Regions from separate parts of the Mus musculus genome. Here regions 2 and 3 are each linked to region 1. The links are chromatin contacts, called in public ChIA-PET maps. All regions are on one chromosome and are shown on one strand. Each heading gives the region's core, a stretch centred on a gene start, on an enhancer-like site or on the middle of the called end of the contact. The rest is flanking DNA. Distances are from core to core; before and after follow the strand shown. Region 1 holds the start of Ifngas1 (Ifng antisense RNA 1). Region 2 holds the start of Mdm2 (transformed mouse 3T3 cell double minute 2). Region 3 holds the start of Rap1b (RAS related protein 1b).

Region 1 (3,730 bases), core at 368-2,867:
CAAGCATGCTGTCTGGCTGCTCTGGTACTTGGTTTCTTGGGATGAGCAAGAGAAAGTTCTGGAAGTTTTTTTTCCCTCCTGTTTCTTCATAATCATGCCTTACCCTCAACGCTTTGTTCAGACACCCAAGGAAACCAAGTGTACTCAGGCTTCTCCCAAGGCGTCACTTTTAAACCCGCCTTCATTGGACCATTTTCTGAGTCTTGTGTTTCCATAGGAAGTGGGGACAAGATTTGCCTGAAATGTCAAGAAAATTACATGTTGAAAGGATGGGTAGGATTGCTTCACTCAGTTTTACATTTCTAAATGAAGAAACAGAAGTCCTTGGAGATAGAAGGCTCAGTGAACTTGTCTATCATCTTCCATACCCATGCGAGGGCTGCATTATTTACCTGTGCCATTCATAAGGTCTCTAACATCGCCCCCTCACCCCACCCTACCCCACTATGAAAACAGTTACCAACATTATGCAAACCAACATGGTAGGTAAATTTGAGACTTTGAGACTCTTTAATCCATTTCTCTATGTCCACATGTGCATTAGTGTGGCAGCAATTAGGTGTCTCCAGTCAAGGGATTTGGTTAATCTAATTAGCTAACAGAGGTATGTCTTGCTTGGTCTACGTGTTGCTAGCACATACTATCTATCACAAGCTGGCCTGGCCAGCTACCTCCAACAACTTACAACTTTCAAACTCAAGGAGGGGACTTGATCTCAGTGGTGTTTCCATTAAGAACACTACTAAATCGTATACATGCATACAAGGATTTTTTAAAAACGGGAAAGGAAGCAAAGTCGTGAAGAGCCAAGATGATTCTGAGTGATGGTGTTTACTGCCAAGATGATAATCTGGGTTTGACTCCCTGGACCTGCATGAAAACCAAACCCGGCACGTTGTCCTCTGACCTCTGACCTCTGAAGGAGCAAGTACATACCCCTTCCCTTACACATCCTAGATAAAAAATAAAATACATTTTTTTTAAAAAGTGAAAACGCAAATCTGAAACACGGTGCCTTATAAGTTAAATTTAAGGCTAACACGGGATACGGGAATACATGTTTGTTTTGTCCCCTGTTAATGCCTAAGTTCTCTCTTACTGTTTGACATAGAATATGTTCACTGAATAATCAATCAATGGAAGCATGTCCCTATGATAGGAACCAGCAATAATAAATATGTTACTTCTAATTCTCAGGTGTTCAAATTTCCCCATTGCAATGATCACTCAGTTTCAGTTCTATACAAACGAATCTCTATGGCAAAAAGGAACCTAGAGAAGCTATGAACGGCCATCACTCTCACCCCTCCATCAAAGTGTCCAAATAACCCTTCCCTTCACAGGTCTTTCCTTGTTCTCTAGGGTACTTCACAGTCTTAGAGGTCACAGTGGAAGCAGCAAGAAGCATCTAGAACCACCTCAGAGGGAGCTCTCTGCTGCCAGGAAGAAAGTCACACTTTGACAGGTGCTTCCTGTTTTTTTCACACACCTTGCCCATCTTCTGTGCAATAATTCATTGTTCACTCTGCAGGCTGTGACCCCCACAGGAAGCTGCCTGCAAACCCAGGTAGCTTTTCTGACTCTTTAAGAGGTCTTGAGCATTCTTGCAGAGACACACCAACCAAAAGTATAGTCATCCGGGAAGAGAAGAGCCTGAGAGAAAAATAACACTTGGACTGGCATCAGGAGGGTGAGGACGCTTTTCCTTGGGAGGGCCTTTTGCGGAGTACATTTTTAAAACAAATAAATGCATGTCCTTAAAATGTAGCGTTACCATGGGTGGCATTAGGAGATGCTGCAAGTGGGTGATGTTTTTCGTGCTTCTGATAGGAGGTGGAAGGGACAGGAGAAGGGAAGGCTAGAATGAAATGGGAGGAAGCTAAAGGGAAGGAATGGTCTAAGTCAGTTCGGGTGAAGGAATTGCTCAAGACCTGTTTGTTTCTGCAAGCCCACACACTCTTCCTGAGATTTCAGAATGAGCTAGAAGAAGTACGTAAAGCCTCTATCCAGCTGGACTCGAGTCCACAGTAAGCTTTGGTGGAATTATTCTAGTGACGTGGTCCCAAGGAGATTTGTGGAAATGGACTTGGTAGGGCCTTTGTATTCAGGTTGCAAAGGCATTTAGTTAGAGATACCCTTAAAGCAACGGTGCCTTCAAGGTCTTGGATAACCAACGGATTTTTTTTAATAACAACAACAACAAAAAAAATAACAGGGAAAGTTGGTAATACTATAGGGTTTCTGGTGATACTATAGGGTTTCTGGTGATACTATAGGATTAGCTCCAGTAAGTGGCCTCTTGTGTGTTTTGGGTAGGTTCCATTTTCCCAATCCATATTGCAAATTAAGGCAAATTACATAATTTTTTTGTTTAGAAAATTGAAATTGAATTCAAATCAATATCCTTAAAGCAGGCTTCTTCGATTGGCTGATGAAGGGGCCAAACGAGAGAAGTTTCGTCTTCCGGGTTCAAACAGGTCTCTGAGACATTCATTAGTCTGACATGGCTCCTGTAAGCCCTAACCAGACCAGCCATAGCAGTGAATCAAAGACGAAGGATAAGAACGATCGGTTTCGTTTTCTTAGAGTCACAAACCTAGAAACCTGGCTCAGCCTTCTCGTTCTCATTGCTGAGGATTAGAAACTTTTTACATCTTAGCATGTGAAAAGCATTCATGATTTTTAATTATTTATTTTGAAGCCACAGACGCTCTACGATAAGTGTCTCATCCTCTTTGACCTCTCTTGCATGGGCTGGTCAGTTGGTCACGTGGCACAACTGCACACACGCTTGTGTGATTATCTGTCGATGCATTGATACTTGGGTTTTGGGAAGACCCAAGATAAAAGATGGTACAAACAAGTAGCAGGTGACTCTTTTCCTCTTTTCGGTAAGCTTCTGTGTTTTGCAGAGATGGGGGTGGAGTGTGGGGTCAGGGGAGGGGAGGGAGGGCTGAGGCTGGGAAGTGGGCGGAGCCTGAGAAGGAGGAGGAGCAGTTCACAGGGGACAGCGAGATATTGGGAGGTGCACAGAAAATGGGCAGAGTAAAATGACTTTGGGGTGTGTGGCAAAGCTGTCTTTTCTTGACTTAGGAGAGGGGAGAGTGTTGGCTGCCTGTAGAAGAGACTTGGTTACTGACTGACAGATAGATTGACATATCCACCGACCAGCGCAGTTTCATATTCTCTGCCCCCTGACCTCATTCCCTCTTCGGAATCACTCAGTTTCCCAGGGTCTGTCCTGCTCCGGGCCAACACTTGGGCTCCAGGATCATCTTTTCAGATGTTTATCCCAGCAGCTACACCGCGTCTGTCCCCTACACATTTGTTCTCTTAAACCCTACTAGGATTCAATAACAAAGTCCCACCTTTCCCTATAGAAAATGATAATTAAAGAATAGTAGCATTTCAAGTGACAGGAACCATGTGGAGTGTATAGAATTCAGAGAGAAACAAGGGTTGCAGTTTCCAGATGCTGCCCTAGAACCATAAGAGAGCAGACTGGTTTCTCGTTTGCTGTATTTATTTCTGACTTTGCTGCAGTCAAGGCCTTCCTTACCTCTCTATGGCTGATGTAGGCACCCCGCTTGCCTAGCTTGGTCATCAGAGCTCCTCAGCCTGTGTCTCTGTGTTGAACCTTACTCTTATTGGTTTTCTGTTGCAGCATTACATGGTCTCCTATTTGTCTCATTCTCCTTCCCACATTCACTAAACATTTATTTAAAAGTCA
Region 2 (3,730 bases), core at 627-3,126, 850 kb after region 1:
CATTCCCACAGGTGCTGGGGAGGGAACCCAGGGCTTTAAGCTAAGAGTGCATGCCTGCTTGCCTTTTGCCCTGTCCTCCCATCCCCCCATCCTGCTCATGCCCCAATCCCATGAAACTGCACACAAGCCCAATTGGGCTACTTCATCTCCCAAGGCTTGGGTTCTGTGAGACAGGTTCTCTGTGTGCAGCCCTGGCTGATCTGCAGCTCACTGTGTGGACTCGTGGACACACTATCTTGAACTCACTTGTCTCTTCGTCTCTACTGCAGGGGTCAAAGGTCTATGCCACCATGCCTGGCTGAAGGTTATTAAATTTAAAATGAATATTCACTCCATTCCTAAGGGGAGAAAGGTTTCTGAAAAGTCCTTAATCACGAACTGTTGGGGAAATGAAGGCTGTCAGTAAGAAGTGGCAAGCCCCAAAGAACGAAATTACCTTTCTCCTTTAGGTAGGTTATCAATGTTACTCAAATTAGCTTTAAATTGCTCAACTCAAGCTATCCTCCTGCCTCAGCTTCCTGATTATCTTTGACTGTGCAAATGTGCCACCACCCCTGGTTTTAAGTCCTTTAAGATCTGGGGCTTTTGCTTTGGGGACCGAGGACTGAACAATGCAGGACCTTCTCGGTGCCACACACCCTCCGTTCTTAGATGTACCTTAAAAGGTGGACCCAGACGGCTGTTGCTCTGTACCTGGGATTACACGCACACCATTATATCTGGCCTTATCAATGCTTTTCTTTGACCTGCGTCCACACTGCCTAAAGCAGCGTCCAGGCCAAACTCCTATACCTTATAATGCTATCTTGGGCCCTCAAGATGACTAACAATTAGAAAGTTTGTAAACACTGGAGTGTATGTGTTGAAAAGGCCAGGCTGATTTCATGACAAGTTTCAAACTGGCAGTTAAGGGGACTAGGCCTAAATCTCTGTTTCCAAGAACTGGGCAATTCCGGGCAAGTCCGGGCCTCAGAAGCTGCCCCGCCTGAGGCAAGGACAATGGGTCAGCAGCAGTTTCCAGACTTTCTCAGCCAAAAGTTTCCAGCCCTCTCACCCCGGGAATGGAATGTCCCTAAAGATGGACCCAATAGATTAACATAGAGGTCACCTATCCCAGAATTCGCTAATATGCTTTATGTCAGGTCTGCAAACTCACTTGGGTGTCTCTATCTTAGTAATGGGGAGAGGAGACACCAGAATGCTGACTTCTGCAGATTAAAACATTCTTTGCGTTTACATACTATGAGCCCAAGGTGTCATGGACCCTAACAGTCTTTGAATTTTTTTTTTTAATTTTAACTTTAATTATGTGTATGTCTGTGCACACAGGTGCGGTTGCTCATGGAGACCAGAAGAGTGTGTTGAGTACCCTGCAATGACAGAATTTGTGTGGCGTGAGTGACTGAAAACCTAAAAAGGAGCTGTATGCACTCTTGACCATGGAGCTATTCATTTTTTATTCATTATTATTTATTCACTTTCCACCCCGCTCTCCGTTCCCTTCTGGGACACCCCCTTCTCACAATTTCCTCCCCGTCCCACTCCACCCTCTCTCACCTTGCCTATTTTTAAAGTCTTAAAAAAAAATCACTCATTTGTATACAACTTCAGCTGCTGGCGGGATGGATTTAAAAATACTACCCAGCTGTTAGTCTTGCTTTTCTTTTGGTAGCAGCAGCAGTCGGATAGGAACTTGCCTAGCGACCATTGCGGTTTCGAGCGGTAAACACAACCGCGCGGCCCCTCCCCACCTCCTGCGCGCTCCGGCACCGGGCGGCCGCTAAGCCCCGCCCCCCGCCTCCTATTGGTCCAGGAGGCGGCGTCGGGCGTGCGCGCGCGCACGCCCCGATGCCCGGATGGCCCGTGGCTTCCGGCGTTCTCTCCGCGGACGGTAGGGGGCGCTCGTCACAGAACTCTGCTTTGTTAACGGGGCCTCCGGGGCCAGCGTAGCCTAGGAGCGGCCGGTGAGGAGCCGCCGCCTTCTCGTCGCTCGAGCTCTGGAGCGACCATGGTCGCTCAGGCCCCGGCCGCGGGGCCTCCGCGCTCCCCGTGAAGGGTCGGAAGATGCGCGGGAAGTAGCAGGTACCCGCTCCGTGGGCGGCGGAGAGTCCCGATCATTCCCTCTTTTCCGCGCCCTCCGGGGCCTACTCGTAACCCGGGCCGGCTCGTGGGGTCGCGGGGCACGAGGCTGGGCGACCGTTTGCCCGCGCTGGGCCCTGATGTCATTCTGCGGCCGGGGGTGTGCGTGTGGGTGGGAGTGGGGGGTGGGGTGGGAGATGGCGCGGTTAGCACGGCGCATGCGCGGGAGGGGACGGAGGGAGGGGGAGGAGGGAAGAGCGGGGGTCTCCCAGCAGGCCCCGCGCGCGGGGGGCCCGCTCCGGGGTCGCGCTGGGCTCGTTGCTGGGGTCCAGGAGGTGACAGGTGCCTGGTCCCGGACTCGCCGGGATGCGGCTTCCGGGACGGGTGGGACTGGGCTGGGCCGAGTTGACTCAGCTCTTCCTGTGGGGCTGGTCAAGTTGGGACACGTCCGGCGTCGGCTGTCGGAGGAGCTAAGTCCTGACATGTCTCCAGCTGGGGTTATTTAAACGCTGCCCCGTTTCCGCAGCCGTCTGCTGGGCGAGCGGGAGACCGACCGGACACCCCTGGGGGACCCTCTCGGATCACCGCGCTTCTCCTGCGGGCCTCCAGGTAAGGGACAGCTCGCCGACGTCGTTTTGCATTTGAGAGCTATTGCCGAAAGACGTTTTCTGTCTCCTTCGTAAATGCATGTATCTATTTGTCCCTTTTCGTAGATGTTTTATAATTTCAAGTTTTTATCGTGTGTGTTGTTGTTTTTTTTCTACTTGTAGGCCAATGTGCAATACCAACATGTCTGTGTCTACCGAGGGTGCTGCAAGCACCTCACAGATTCCAGCTTCGGAACAAGAGACTCTGGTTGGTATTTCTGCCTCGAGTGTGTAAATATAGCTTGTTTTACCAGGTAATCGAGGAAACAAAATTGAAACCTGGATTATCGCACAGTCGTTTTAAGTATTTACCTACAAACTCTTAACTTTCTCGATTGCAATTGCATTAGAGAGTGGTCACTGCGACCTATATTTCCACAGCCCTTCCCCTGACGCAGGCTTTAGAAGTGCACAGTGTGTGGGTGCTGCTGGTTGTGACATGATGTTCTATCACTGTTCTAAATGGTAAACCGAAAGTCATAGAAGCATCCGTGCTTTTTGTGAGGATTTTAGTTATGAGAGGAATGCATAAAATATATAAAGTTCCAGTCTTTGCTCTGTATCTCTTTAAGTTTTCTACTTTATATTAGCATATAAAGGTGTTCTACAGCTTGTCAGTAAGTTACAAAATTACTTTTAATAGCTGCATAGGATTTGATAATGCGATTGAACCTCAGCCTTTAGAATGTGTGTGTATGCAAGTACTGTACTACTGAGCTGAGCGACAGTCTCAGGCTCACGACTACTGGGGGATGTAAAAGTTGCCCATGTGTTTGAGTAAAGTAAGGGTGAGGAAGATAGGGAACTAGAATCCTACGTCCTGGTAACCACATTTGATTGCAGACTGCTCACTCTGCTCAGCAGAGGTCATGGCCGTCTTCGATCCTGCCAGCACGAATATTGCCAGCCCTCGTTTTCCCTTTCTGATGTAATTTCATACATATTTGTGGAGAATACATGTATGCAAGTTAAGTCAGTTCCTACGGTTACTGCTCTGTGGAGTA
Region 3 (3,730 bases), core at 650-3,149, 710 kb after region 1:
ATGGAAATTGCAATTTATTCATGAATAATTGACAATACCAACAGATTGTTCCAAAACTTGCCTTTGAAACCGCCACTAAAATGTTGTTCTGAGAAAATAACAATTATTGAAATAGGTAATACTTAAGTAATACAAACCATGAAGCAGCTGGAAAACGCTGCTATCAAAAACTTGTCAGGGAGGAGGAGGGCTCAGCAGGACAAAGGGCTTGTTACCCAGGCAGGAGAACCGGGGTTTCCAGTTCAGTCCCCCTGCAGTCACATAAGAATCCAGAGTGGTGGGAATGGAGACAGGAGACTCCCTTGAGATTGGTGGCCAGCCACTCAAGCCTAATTGGTGAGGTTCAGTGAGAGACCCTGTTTCAAAACAACTAAGTGGAGAGCGACAGAAAATAACCTGTTCACCTCTGGCTTCTGTGTGCCCACAGGCGAGGGCACAAGCGTGCAGAAGCACACACAACTGTCAATTATGGGTTTTTTCTTTTTTTGTTGTTCTAAAGGTTGAACCTACTACACTCGGACACTTGCTAGACAAGTACTGGATCATTAAGCTATGCCCCCCCCCTTTTTTTAACTTCTTGAGAATCTCACAAAACCGTTTAGGTTGGCTTTAACTTACTCTGTGGCCTCAGCAACCTAGAATTTGCAAGGAGCCACCTCCTGCTCAGTCTGCAGAAGAAAGAGGTGTGCTCTTACAGACTGGCATCCTGAGACCCAGCTATAATTCTTTCTTACTCGCTCACTTAACTCAGGTTAGCGTAGTGGTCACGTCTCCATTTCTCTTCTAGGGTTCGTTAAATTTCCAGAATAATTTGTACAGGGAGGGCCAGCTAAATTGCCTACTCCTTTCAGTACTTTCCTCTCAAGTTTTGTTCATCAAAACCTTTTCCCTCGCTGGCAGTGGTGGCGCATGCCTTTAATCCCCAGCACTCCATACGTAGAGGCAGGTGTATCTGAGATGAAAGCCAAGCTGGTCAACATAGCAAGGTCAGGCCAGCCAGGACCACGCAATGAAGAGAGCGTAATCAGAGCAGAAACAAAGTCTTCCAAACAAAGCTCTGATAGCATGATTCTCATATTAAAGGTGATGGTGAGAAAATATTCTAATTACCTAGATCGATGTAAGTTCTTGTGCTCTTTGGAACAAGTCATTTTTGGACAGAGCTTTTCGGAGTCACATCATAGACTGACATCTATGAGTAATCTATAAAGTCATGAAGGCGCCCCAGGCATGCTCTTCCATGAACCAATTATTTTAATTCTATAAACTGTTCACTTAGGCACAGGCCATAAGCATGCTTTGGAATCCTCCATTCGCGAACTGCGTCTGGCAGGGTAATTTGGACAGCTGGCCCTGCTTAACACACCACAGGCTGAAATACTTGTCAAACCTAAAGAAAGGCCATTTGAAAAATGAAAAGCTGCCCTCGCGCTCTGGGAGTGGGAACTGCTGCTCTGTTACTTCCCCAGCACAAAGGACCACGCGAACACCGACGGTCTGGGGGCGTTGGCGACTGTGCACTCGGAGGCCCCGCGAAGGCGTCAGAGGTTTCCAAGCCCCTGAGCTCCCCGTTACCCGCTGGGGTCGAAACGGATGCGCTCCGCTGAGGCTGACACCGATTATGTCGGACAGCCCAGCCAGCGGGGGGCGAGGCCGACCGCAGCAACGAGACGCAGGGCAGGGGAGAAGGGCCACGGCCGGAGCCGGCGACCGAGAGCCGGGGCGAGGCCCACTGCGAGGCGAGCACGACGAGACCCCGCCCCCCTCCGCCAGGGCCCGCCTCGGCCCCGCCCCTTCCCGGGCTGCGCTCCTGCGCGCCCCGCCCGCGGGCGGAAGCGAGAGCGAGGCTGAACGCCTGACGTCAAGGCGACACCGCCAAACCTCGCCCAGAGTCAGGCGTGGAAAGCAGCCCGAGCGGCGGCGGCGGCGGCGACGGCGACGGCGGCAGCGGCAGAGACCGCCGTGGCGCCGGGAGCAGCGACCCGAAGGGAACGCGCGGCGACGGCGAGGGCGACGGCGGCGACCCGGTGACAGCGCGAGAGGTGGGCGCGGGGTGCGTGCGTGGCCGCGAGGCTGGCGGGGGGCCGGGCGCCGGCTGAGGGGAGAGGTGGGGTGCGGCGCGGACCGGGCGGGGCAGCCCGATGGCCCCCGCGGCGGCGAGGGTGGCCCGGGCGCGCGGCAGGTGGCTGGCGGGGGGCCCCCCGAGTCCCTCGCTCGCTTCGGCGGGGCGCGCCGCCTCGGGGCGGCCGGGGAGGAACCGCGGCCGCGGCGGGGGAGCAGCGCGCTTTGCGGAAGGGGTCAAATGTCTGAAATATGGCGGAGGAAGTGAGCGCCCGAGGAGCCCCCACCCGCCTGCCCGAGGCCCCCGCAGCCTTCCCCGCCGCGCCCCGCTCCCCGCCTCGGCGGTGGGTGGAAGTTAGAGCGGAAACCAGAAAGTTGTCCTCTGCGGACACCCGGGCTTCTCCCAGCCCGGGGCCGGGCGGGCGGAGCAGCGTCGCGAGGGGGGGCGGGGGGACCACTCCCCGGCGCCCCGCGGGCTCGAGCCTGACAGGGAAAAAGTTTGCCCGGATCGGGGCTGGCTTGCTTCATTTGTTGCGGGAAGTGGCAGGAGGAAGGCAGCGGAGCGAGCCCCACCTAGTCTGGCAGCCGCCACCGTGCAGAGGGAAAAAAAAAATGTTAAAGGGGCCTTTCCTTCGTCAGCAAGAGGAAATCTCTTTTTCTCTTGCAGAGAGAAAAATCCAGGAAGTTTGTCCTCTTCTCCTTTTTTTTTTTTTTTTCTTTTCGCCATCTCGAGGTGTCTGATTCTGAAACTGACTTATCAGCGCCGTGAATTTGGGAACTAGGCCCTCGGGATTTTCCTTGGGGTGGAGGGGGGCGGGAGGAGAAGATGCCTTTGGAAGAAACATCTTCGCTTAAGAGTTTTGAGCAGATGGGATTGCTTTCCTTTCGCTTGCCCCCTCCCACCCCCCAATGCTTTAGAAAGATATTTTGGCCCTGCGACTCTCGACTCGTGTGCATACAAGCACTTCTTTATTACAGTAATAGGAACTCACATTTTTTTTTTTTACTAAGTTGAAAGTTGACATTACGATGCAGGCTGGACTTTTCAATATTTTAAAAATCAATTGAGTCTCGTTGAAATGTTTGCTTTGCTGGCAGTGTGTATTAATATATACCGAGTGCCTCTAGCTTGTAAATTCATTTTTTTTTCAGTTTTCTTTTGTATAATTAGAACGTTGTCGAGACTTGCCTGAAAGGAGTTTATCTTAGCAAGAAGTAACTTAATTGAATGGAGAAATTCTTTTAATTTAAAGCCCTTACCACTCTTAAAGCCTGATATGAAGTCAGTGTATTAAGTCATAATAGAGTCATGGGGCTTTTTAGGGCCGGAAAGAGACTCTTTAAATCATCTGGTCCCACCCTGTCGTTTCATGAGGAGGAAACTAAGGCCTAAAATAGATAACCAATTACCTGAGTCTGCTGATTTGTAAAGCCGTGGTCTATCCATAAAGGACAATCCACAGGAAGCAATGTGACTTTTTTTTTTTTTTAATTGTGAATTACATCTTGGTAGAGATTATTGGTCCCATTATGCTCTCTTCTCCAAGAGTGCCATAGTTAGCTAAATGGTATGGAATACGTCAACCCCTTAGGTAGTTTCATCCCCTGGTTTTGGTTAGAGGAAGTTAATACTCCGAGGAGGAAATAATTTTAACTTAGAGACACAGAA

Evidence for each region. ChIA-PET counts read pairs in DNA pulled down with a chosen protein or histone mark.
Region 2: an RNA polymerase II ChIA-PET map of memory CD8 T cells shows a contact between it and region 1, with 22 read pairs. The contact joins the promoter of Mdm2 here to the promoter of Ifngas1 in region 1. A contact is called at or near these places in 2 of 39 promoter capture datasets (the 3T3-L1 cell line and hippocampal neurons) and 1 of 115 datasets of contacts at active chromatin or transcription factors (memory CD8 T cells).
Region 3: an RNA polymerase II ChIA-PET map of memory CD8 T cells shows a contact between it and region 1, with 121 read pairs. The contact joins the promoter of Rap1b here to the promoter of Ifngas1 in region 1. A contact is called at or near these places in 6 of 39 promoter capture datasets (the 3T3-L1 cell line, cranial neural crest, hippocampal neurons and 2 more) and 2 of 115 datasets of contacts at active chromatin or transcription factors (effector CD8 T cells and memory CD8 T cells).

Annotation. Positions count from the first base shown.
Region 1 is chr10:118,554,412-118,558,141 of GRCm38.p6, reverse strand. It overlaps Ifngas1 (Ifng antisense RNA 1), which reads left to right and starts at 1,617. Exons shown (of 5, transcript NR_104123.1): 1 at 1,617-1,690.
Region 2 is chr10:117,708,904-117,712,633 of GRCm38.p6, reverse strand. Mdm2 (transformed mouse 3T3 cell double minute 2) reads left to right here and starts at 1,876. Exons shown (of 12, transcript NM_010786.4): 1 at 1,876-2,082; 2 at 2,606-2,688; 3 at 2,850-2,934. The coding sequence starts at 2,854.
Region 3 is chr10:117,844,143-117,847,872 of GRCm38.p6, reverse strand. Rap1b (RAS related protein 1b) reads left to right here and starts at 1,899. Exons shown (of 8, transcript NM_024457.2): 1 at 1,899-2,042.